Regions from separate parts of the Sus scrofa genome. Here all the other regions are linked to region 3. The links are chromatin contacts, called in public HiChIP or PLAC-seq maps. All regions are on one chromosome and are shown on one strand. The core of a region is the stretch at or near the end of the contact, and the rest is flanking DNA. Distances in the headings are between cores, read along the strand shown.

Region 1 (3,270 bases), core at 607-3,106, 170 kb after region 3:
GGGGCCTCTAGAAACTACAGGGACTTGGGCTCTGTGCCTCAGTTTCTCCCTCTAACCCCTGATCATCCATTAGTGTCCAATCCTTGTTATCTGTGATGTGGCGCCTGGTGGGTGGTGCCCTCTGCCCTAAGGTAATGTGCTGAAAACTCAACATACCAAGAGTAAGGATCTCTGGTTCCGGCCCAGCCAACTCCACTGCTAGCCTGCTGTGTGGCCTTAAGCTTGGCCCTTGCCATGTCTAAACATCAAAGAGGGAGGGTAGGGACCTGGATTGTGAAGCCAGGGCCCAACAAGGACTACCCAAGCTGTCCTTATCACCAGGGGGGTGCCTGCCAGTCTCCACAGCTTCCTACCCCAGCCACCCATCCCCAGGGCCTGCTCAGCCTCTACTCACCTCAAAAGCTCTGCCTCTGGCTATAGGCTAAGCCTTTCTGAGCCCTTGCAGCCTTTGCCACTCTCATTCCCTCTGGTAACTTAAGCCATTGGTGGTAACACTCAGTCTTCCAATTCTTGAGGACGGCCCTCTGTGCACATCCCCTTCCACTCCTCCCCTTCCTGCCCTCCTCCTGATGCCAACTGCCCTGACCTCATGAAGCCAGGTGTCCAGGAACCTAGCTCCTGCCAGTTCACACACTTAGGATTCAGTTCCCCGGCTGGAAGAGCCTTCAGAAACTGATCCGTCCAGCTCCTGGATGAGGCAAACAGGACTGGAGAGGGCCAGAGAATTGTCATGGGGGAAGGAGGATCCCAAAAACCCAGAGGAGAGGGAATGGATTTAATCTTGGTCACCTCTAGCTTCTGAAGTCCTCTTCCAAAGTACCTTCAGGGGCTCCGGACACTCCCTTTTGCCCTACCACTGCCTATCAAAACGGCCCCCTAAATCCTGGCCCACCCTCCCACTGCAGCACTTTCCTTCCTCCCGCAGCGCTAATGTCTTTCTGGAATTTGAGAGCTCATAGCCTGACACACATGGTAGGTGCTCAGTTAATGTATGGTGACTGAAATGGCCCCAGGATTGCCCCTGTTCCTGTTGATTCATCCCTCAGTCATCTCTTCCCCCTCCCCAGAACAGTCACAGTCACTGGTCGAGTCACTTCATCCGGTGAACGGGTTTGGGGGGTCCTGGTACACACAGTTGGGGTTCATCAGACCCTACCTGTTCAAGTCACTGCTTGCTTTTCCCATCCCTGTGGGCTAGGACAGGTGGCAGCCTCCCTCTGCTGGGGTCCTTAACTCTTCTCTACCTACTCTGGTGTAAACTCCCAAGAGCGTCACTCTGCAATCACCTGGCTTAGGTTCTGTGGACACTTTGAGTTCCCTTAAGTCTTCTGAGGGGCAGGGGTCCCTAATGCATAATCTAGGACTCCCAAGGAAGTCCCTTCCTCGCCAGGGATTCCTGTCGCTGTTCCTTTCCAGTTCCAGGGCTCCCTGTCCCAGTATGGGGTTCCCGAAGATTGTGAGGAGACTTGGGGGAATGTGGGCGCTTCCCCAGGGTTTCTGGCCCCAAGACTTGCACCCCTCGGGGTCGTGGAGCCTTCTGGTGGCCCATGGACGTCCTTCCCCGCGGTCTCAGAACCTTATTCCATGGCTTAGAGACCCCGTGTGTAAGCGGGGTCTCCCAGGTCTGGGAGTCCCAGAACCCCGGGAATCCACATATCCAGGTTCCACCCCCGGACCTGGCGGGGGTCTTGGTCCTGCCCGAAGGTCCGTACACTCACCTCTCAGCCCGGCCCGCCCGTCCGGCGCGGGCTCAGGTTAGGTCTTTTGGTATCCAACAGATGGACTAGGAGCGGTCAGGCGGAAGGCGCCGCGACCGGGATCCCAGACCCGCTCAGCAACCGTCCCTGGGATTCTGCAAGCGCCGCCCGTCCAGCCGCGCCAGCAGCCCTGCCGGCCCCGCCCCGCGCCGCAGCGCTAGCCAATCATCGGGAGGGTCCCGCCCACCCTCTTGCCCCATTGGAAAGATTCAATTTTGACGGTCACGCCCCTAGTGAGGGCCCGCCCCTCGAGGGCCTGAGTTATAGAGGATTGCTGTCTTGGGGACACTGCTAGCGCGGTTTTGGCGGGTCCGGTGGGCGTCGGCAGGAGGACGCAGCTTTGAACCAAAGTCGGGGAGGGCACCCAAAGCCGGGTTAAGTGGTCTGGGATCGTACTATTTGCGGAGCCTTCAGGACAGCCTCTCTCCGCCCTCCTCTTTGTTCGTGAGACCCCGTCCACTCCCTTGACTCCGCCTCCTCCTCGCGTCAGTGCAGGGCTTGGCCGCAGTCCCTAGACTGTTTTCTTTTGGAACACCTGGTCGGGACCCTCTCAGATCAGGGACTTGACCCTTCTTTGGAGCACCTCAGGGACCACCTCAAGTGGAGCAGGATCAACCACACAACACCCCTTCCCCAGACCATACAATATGAGCAGACATTGACCTCAACTACATTGCTGCTTCTCCCCTCCAAGACCCTTGGGGTTGGCCCCTTGCCTCGCTGGAGTTTTACATAGGTAATATTGAGTCCAGAATCTCATTCAACAAATGGAGGAAATTGAGGCCGAGAGAGCAGCATGCCAAAGACAGCACAAGCAGTCAGCCAGGGGACCCAAGAGCTCAGATCCACTGGGGAAACCACTTCATTCTCCGTGCTAGAGGTCAGGGCACGTCCCACAGGTGTCCATGGAAACCAAAGGGAGTTGGAACCTGGGAGTCCTGTCTATCAAATAATAACAGTAATAGTATCAACTAATTTATTTCATACTTGCCATGTTCCAGGTGTGTACACACACATATATGGATTATCAACTGTCCCGTTTAACAGTTAAGGACAACAACTAATAGGTTGTGGAACTGTGACTTATACCAGCACCTTTCATTTTAGAATCTGTGCTTTTAACCTTTATGATGTGGGATTGTGGAGGAAGTCGTTTCAGGATGTTGCCCCAGCAGAGCCCCTCAACCCTGTGTCCAGATTCTCTGTGATCACTCACCACCTCACCTCACCACCATCCAGGGGGAGGGCCAGTATCCACCCTGAGACTCTTTTAAGGGTGATATCTTATTTCATCCCTGCGTCCTGGAGGTAGTCCTGTTTTACACATGAGAAAACCATGGTGAAGCAAGGGAAGAGACTTCTTAAGGTCACACAGGAGGAAGAGCAAACAGAGCCCAATTTAGGAGCTGTAGTTCAAGGTCCCCTTCCTCTGGGCAGACCCCATCTGGGCCCTCTCTACTTGACCTAGATACCATCCTATTCTCCAGAAGGAGAGTCAGTGCCTTCCAAAGCC
Region 2 (2,949 bases), core at 361-2,860, 250 kb after region 3:
CGCTATGTAGTGAAACCCTTTCAACTTCCCATCCTGGATATCTTATGTTTGTCAAAGAATTTCAAGCTTTGAGTTCCAGTTGGTTTTTTTCCTCCTTTCTCCTGAGGAAAGCATTTTATCACCAGTCTTAAGATTCTTTTGAGGTACATCCAGATTTAATTACAAAAGAGCTAAAAGACCAACACAGTTTTCTCCAAAACAGTCATTTCTCTGGAATTGAGATCATTTGTCTCTGCCCTCTAGGTAAAGGGAATAGTCAATTGATTTCCAGACATTTGTATGAAATAGCAGAACCGGCTAACACCTAACAGACAAAATACACTTAAAAGTGTTTGCGTTTGCTTGCTTAGAGCTGTACCAATGGTAAGCACCACTCCACAAAATGAAAATGTTTGAAAGCCAACTGTTCAAACATTTCTATAGTGTTTGCTGGATAACTGCCTGATATTTGATAAAAGCAGCTGACAATTAACAAAGAAGCAAAAACTGGCATTTTGGCCATCTTAGTAACACACTTGCAAGCAAATAGAATACAAAGCAGACCAGAAAAAATTTAAGGTTGAAACACTTTCAATCTGATTTTGAGGTTCAGCAGAAAATTCTAACAAAACTTCTCAGAAAACGTTAACCTTCAATTAATAAAGACTCAACCCCCCAAACATTTTCAAGAATTCCATGCCTGGTTCAGTCTGTTCTAGTGAGCCAGCTTGCTAAAAATCCACCTGCACCATTAATTAGTTGGACTTGGCAGCACCATTTAAAAATAAGCCTGCTCACTACCAACCACACAGACTAGGAATATAAAATAGGGGAAAGTAACGGATGGCAACCATGGTCATAGAAAATGGTCAATGAAGAGTCAGAAAGGTAGTCAGGCACCAGAAAAAAAAAAGTTGTTGGGCCAAAGATTAAATAAGCTTCTTGATACTAGAGAACATATCCATGCCCAGTTTTAGCTGCTTTATGCTGGGTGCCACTGTACCTTTAAGCATCAGTCACCCTTTAGGCAACCCATGGTGAAAGAACTCAAAATAGAAGCCAAGAAGTGGAGTGTTGTTACCACGAATATCCACTATGCACAGAACAGCTCACATATCTCAGGGATTCAAACAGGGGCTTCGAATTGGTTGTGAAGGGTCCCAAATGACATCTGGCCTCAGTTTCCTCCTTGTGACAAAGGAAATGTGGTTCTTAATTCTTCTGGGTCACAGCCCCCAATGAAAACTTGCTGGCGATGGCTTCTCATTCTCTAAAATGCACATTCCCCCTAATTTCTGCATACAATTTCAAGGAGTTTGGGGATCTCCACCTCCAATCCAAGGTTTCCAGGTTCAAAATCCAAGGATTGGGCAATTTCTAAGTTTTCTTACAACTCCAAAAAAAAAAAACCAAAAAACAAAAAACCAAGCCATTACGAACAATAATCATCCCTTACATACAGCGACGCTTTACAGTTTACAAAGCGCTTTCAATCCCACAAACATTGATGGAGAAGGAGGAAACTGAGGCGCAGATAAATTACAGAGTGACTTGCCTAAGGTCACTCGGCCAGCTGGTGGTTAGGCCCGGAAGCAAACCCAGCTCTTCCGACTCCGGAGCTTGTCTCTCCACCCCGGAGCGGCCTCCAGCGCTCCCGCCCCTCACTAAGGCGGCATAAGGAGGAAAAGACAAAGTAGAAAGCCCACCACCAACCATCCCCCGGCTCCCTCCTGTCCCCCCAATTGGGTCCTTGCAGGCCCCGAAGGGTGGTGCCAGGCCTCCAGGCCGGCCCCGGCCACCCCAGCTTCCCCGGCCGTGCCAAATCCCGCCGCCGCCGCCGCCGCCGCCGCCGCCTCCCCAGGAGCGGGGCGGAGCAACTGCCCGCCGCCGCCGACCACCCGGACGACTCCTCGTCGGATAGCAAACGCATAGGCCGCCGCCCGAGTTCTGCGTACGAGAAGAAAGACGCGGCGCGAACGCCAACGGCCACCGGGCGCGCGCCGTGGCGGCCGGGCCTGCGCCCCAAGAGCTGGATGCCAGAGCAGGAGAAAGAGCCGCCAACCGATCGCTCGATCGACCGCGCGCCCGCTCCTTCGCCCTACCAGACCGGGGAGGGGGGGAGGGCGCGCCAGGGCTTCTTCGAGTTAGGGGCCTGACTCCCCGGCGACGAGACAAGATGGCTCCTCCGGTCCGCGCCGCAGCTGCCGTCCCGGCTGCGTCGCTCGGCCCGCCCCCGGTACTGTTTCTTTAAATGGCGGAGAGGGTCAAGAAAGCAGGAAGAGAGGCGCGCTCACTCACGTGACAGGGGAGGGCCCAGCTAACAAGATCCGGTCACGTGGAGACACGCTACCTACCAATCAGAAGGCGTCGCATCAGAGCGGGGGCGGGAGGATCTGCGGCTCTGTGATTGGCCGAATACGCCGCGGAGGCCTCGGGGGCTTGGGGCGTCGGGGAGTGCGCGAGGCGGCCCGGGCTGTGTGCACTAGCGGAGACAAAGCGCTGGCTGAGGTGGCAGAGACGCCAGCGATAGCAGCGGCGGAGGAGACCTAGACGCCGAATTTTGTGGTGTTGAGTCCGGTCACCATATCATCCAGCGCAGTGCGGGCTGTGGTCTCGCGGCGGCGGTGGCGGCAGCGGCGGAGGCGGAGGCAGCACATGGTTCCAAGAGCGCGCTGCGGTTGTTGGGTTCCAATTCCGTGGGGAGGGACAAAGGCAGCTGCAGCTGTGAGCGCAGGGCAACGCCCGCTCGGGTAGTGTACTCGTCACTGCCCTCAATCCGGGCCTTGAAAGCTGGGACTATCTTCTCTATGTGAGGAGGAGAACACGGGACCGAGCGCCTGAGAGGCTGAGGCCGCTGTCTGAGGGAAGTGGGGGAGGGGCGCAACTCGCCTGAGTTGATTTGGGCGGGTCAGGTCTGAGGCGACTTAATGGGTCTGTGTGAGGTAATTTGACCCACTACCCTGAGGAAAG
Region 3 (3,195 bases), core at 121-2,620:
TTTTTTTTTTTTTTTTTTGTCTTTTTAGGGCTGCACCCTCGGCATATGGAAGTTCCCAGGCTAGTGGTCAAATCAGCCACAGCAACTTGGGATCCAGCTGCATTTGCCACCTACACCACAGCTCATGGCAATGCTGGATCCTTAACCCACTGAGTGGAGCCAGGGATTGAACCCACATCCTCATGGATACTAGTCAGGTTCGTTACCACTGAGCCACAATGGGAACACCTATAGTACATTCTTAAAATTTTTGTAAAATAAATAAGAATTGTTTTTTTAAAAAGACTCCTGAATATTATGTTAGAATTATTAAATTCTAAAACATTGGCTTGTGTGTGTGTGTGTGTGTGTGTGTGTGTGTAAATTCACAGACTTGGTGGTGTAATTCCCAGTGGAGGACAAAGTCAGGTGTCAGAGGATTGAAAGCTTGTGTAGAGAGACAGGAAAGTAAGTGCAAAAACAAAGCAACATGTCTTATGTAGTAGATAGAAGGAATCAAATATTGTCAGCAAACTTCTTCAAAGAGTAAACTAAATGCATCTCTGTCCATCATTTCCATGTCTGAAATCTGACTGTAGTGAATGCAAATTCACTTCAGATTAGTTGTCTTGGCATTAACCTTCTTCCCTGATAAAACTTTTGAAACTTTTGAAATAATGAAGTCTTTTTTCCTCCTCCCTAAATTACTACCCGCAAGATGCAAGCCCTCAGATGGAAACAGTCTCCCATTTCTATTTTGAGATTTGCCTGAGTCACAAGGTAGTCTTGGCGAATCACTCTGCTCCATCTCTCAGTTTACTGAGGCTGCCTGGGAACTGGAACTGTCAGCCAAACAGGAAAAGGGCTGTTCTGCCTAACTCCAAAAGGGCTCAGGCATACGGATGGGGAGGGGGGTTGTTAATGATGGATATAAATTGCTGCAAATGGATTTCCCACAGGGTGGGGTGGGAAAAGCAAGTATTTTACTTAATTCCTCTATATGAATTCAGGCCTGAAAAGGCACTCTTAAATATAGCTAAGCAGATATCCCAGCATTGGCATATGTATTTTCAACTAAAGAGACCCCCCTCATATTCGTACTATATATGACACCCCAAATATAAGCAAAGGAATATGACTGATCTGACCCTGGCTGTTTAAAAAAAAAATCAATGTTTATGAATATGTATAAATCTCAAAAGCCCTTTTTCTTTCTCAAGGGTAGGTATAAAGAGCTACTTCCACCTGGATGCCCTTATTTGTGCCCCTCTCCGTAGTCTTGAGTTCCTCCTGGTTGTGTAGCTGACATGTTCTCCCTAAGTGGTTACTGTAATTCCAAACCTCCTGCCCCCCAGTGAAGTGTCTTGACAAAACTATTCTTTCTATACTCACACAAACGGAAACAGAAGAGAGGAAAGGCCCTGGGGATGCAGCCGCTGCAGGTCTCAAGCTGAACCACTAAGCAACCTGAACTTCTTTGCCTCTTCACTTGGCTGAGTTCCTCTCTTGACTCAGGGTAGAGTGATGAGCCTGGTATAGGAAGCTTAGGACCCAGGGGGCGCCTTTCAGCCAGAAAGAAAAAAAAAAAAAAAAAAAAAAAATACCTCTCGCAGCAGCAAGCTAGCTGGGAAGCTCCCAGTTCTAAAGAGAAGCTGTTTACCAGAAGAGCATAACAAGGGCAGGTCTGACTGCAAGGCTGGGAACCAGAGGAAGAGCCGCCACCAAGGGGACCCTAGCTGGACCCTGGTTGGTCAATCACCTGCAGGACGAAGGAAGTGAGGATGCTGTTGGCCTGCGTGCAAACAATCCTTGTCAGCAACATGCTCCTGGCAGAAGCCTATGGATCTGGAGGTAAGATTACAATCTTTTCCTTCTGCAGCAACTTAACGAAGCGGAAAGGGTAAAGCTCTCTATTTCCCAAGCAGGAAGGATGATGACAGGAAAGGGAGATTTTAGCAGGTTCCGGTTGTCCCATGAAAGCTTTTTTTGTTTTGTTTTTTTCCCTTTCTCCTTTCCCTGCCAGGAGCTTGCAGCTCCATCTTTGCCATTAAGAACAAAGGCAAGTAGCTACTTTGCTTTTCCTTGCCTGTGGCTCATGACTGGATGGAACTTGAGCGTTCATCCCCCCTTACTCCTAAATCCTGTTCTTTTCTGGGGCTTTGCAGTGTCACCAGAGCACAGGTTCTCCTTCCCCGGCCCCTTCCTCGGCTCTCCCGCTGAGGGTGGGAGTTTGGAGTCACATCCAGGCAGCGAAAAGGCAGGTTCCCTCCGTTTGAGGCTCTCTCTTGCGTTACTGAATCAAAGCTTTTGTAGAATTCTCTTGGGAAGGAGTGTTGGCCTGTGGCAGTGTGGCCATATCCGCAGAGAAGGGAACACCAGAGTTTATGTAACATAGAGTGACAACACAGGGATGAATTTCGGATCTGGTCGCCCACCGACCGTCTCCACAGAGGGACCTGAACCCAGGGCTCCCCCGCACCCTCCTCCAAAGTGGCCACAAGTTCCAGAGCAACAACCCTGTGCACCTGTGCAGTGTTTTCAGTCTTACAGTTTTTTTTTTTTTTTAAAGGAAAGAAATTAAGAAAGAAAAAAACTAACACTGAGCGCTGGGGGCAGGGCGCCGGCTGGGGGCTCTTCTTGCCCTCTCCCTTCTCTTTCCGGCCTCACAGATCCTCTGCGAGGCAGGCGGGGTTTTCCACCTGAGGGCAGGATTTCCCAGGCAGGGTGGGCCCGCGCTCCCCTGCCCAACTGTGTTCGGGGGCTCCTCTTCCTCACAGGCTGCTTCTGGGACAACGGCCACCTGTACCAGGCTGACCAGCTCTCCCCCTCGCCGGGCCTCCACTGCCTCAACTGGCTGGACGCGCAGAGCGGCCTGGCATCTGACCCAGAGTCGGGTGAGTGCCCGCCCCGGGCGACAGGCGGGCGGCGGCCGCGTTCCGGCCCCGGCCCATGGCGTCTCCTCTCCTCTCTCAGGCCCGGGCAACCACAGCTACTGCCGGAACCCGGACCAGGATCCGCGCGGGCCCTGGTGCTATGTCAGCGGCGAGGCCGGAGCTCCCGAGAAACGGCTTTGCGAGGACCTGCGCTGCCCAGGTACCAGCCCGAAACCCAGCGCCCAAAGGGGCCGGGGAGCGGCCGCGGCGCACGTGCAGCAGCGGGACGCCGGCAGGCCCCGCCCCGCCCCGCGCCGCCCGATTGGCCAGGGCTGTCTCCAGG

The links. HiChIP or PLAC-seq counts read pairs in DNA pulled down with a chosen protein or histone mark.
Region 1: an H3K27ac HiChIP or PLAC-seq map of alveolar macrophages shows a contact between it and region 3. The contact joins the promoter of SMTN here to the promoter of PIK3IP1 in region 3. A contact is called at or near these places in 1 of 47 Hi-C or Micro-C datasets (heart right ventricle) and 1 of 2 datasets of contacts at active chromatin or transcription factors (alveolar macrophages).
Region 2: an H3K27ac HiChIP or PLAC-seq map of alveolar macrophages shows a contact between it and region 3. The contact joins the promoter of MORC2 here to the promoter of PIK3IP1 in region 3. A contact is called at or near these places in 3 of 47 Hi-C or Micro-C datasets (heart right ventricle, liver and skeletal muscle) and 1 of 2 datasets of contacts at active chromatin or transcription factors (alveolar macrophages).

The regions. Positions count from the first base shown.
Region 1 is chr14:47,877,903-47,881,172 of Sscrofa11.1, reverse strand. SMTN (smoothelin) reads right to left here and starts at 1,856. Exons shown (of 23, transcript NM_001244360.1): 1 at 1,719-1,856.
Region 2 is chr14:47,799,093-47,802,041 of Sscrofa11.1, reverse strand. MORC2 (MORC family CW-type zinc finger protein 2) reads left to right here and starts at 1,610. Exons shown (of 26, transcript XM_005670853.3): 1 at 1,610-2,949. It also overlaps LOC100525309.
Region 3 is chr14:48,049,835-48,053,029 of Sscrofa11.1, reverse strand. PIK3IP1 (phosphoinositide-3-kinase-interacting protein 1) reads left to right here and starts at 1,370. Exons shown (of 6, transcript XM_001926534.4): 1 at 1,370-1,830; 2 at 2,757-2,873; 3 at 2,953-3,072. The coding sequence starts at 1,761.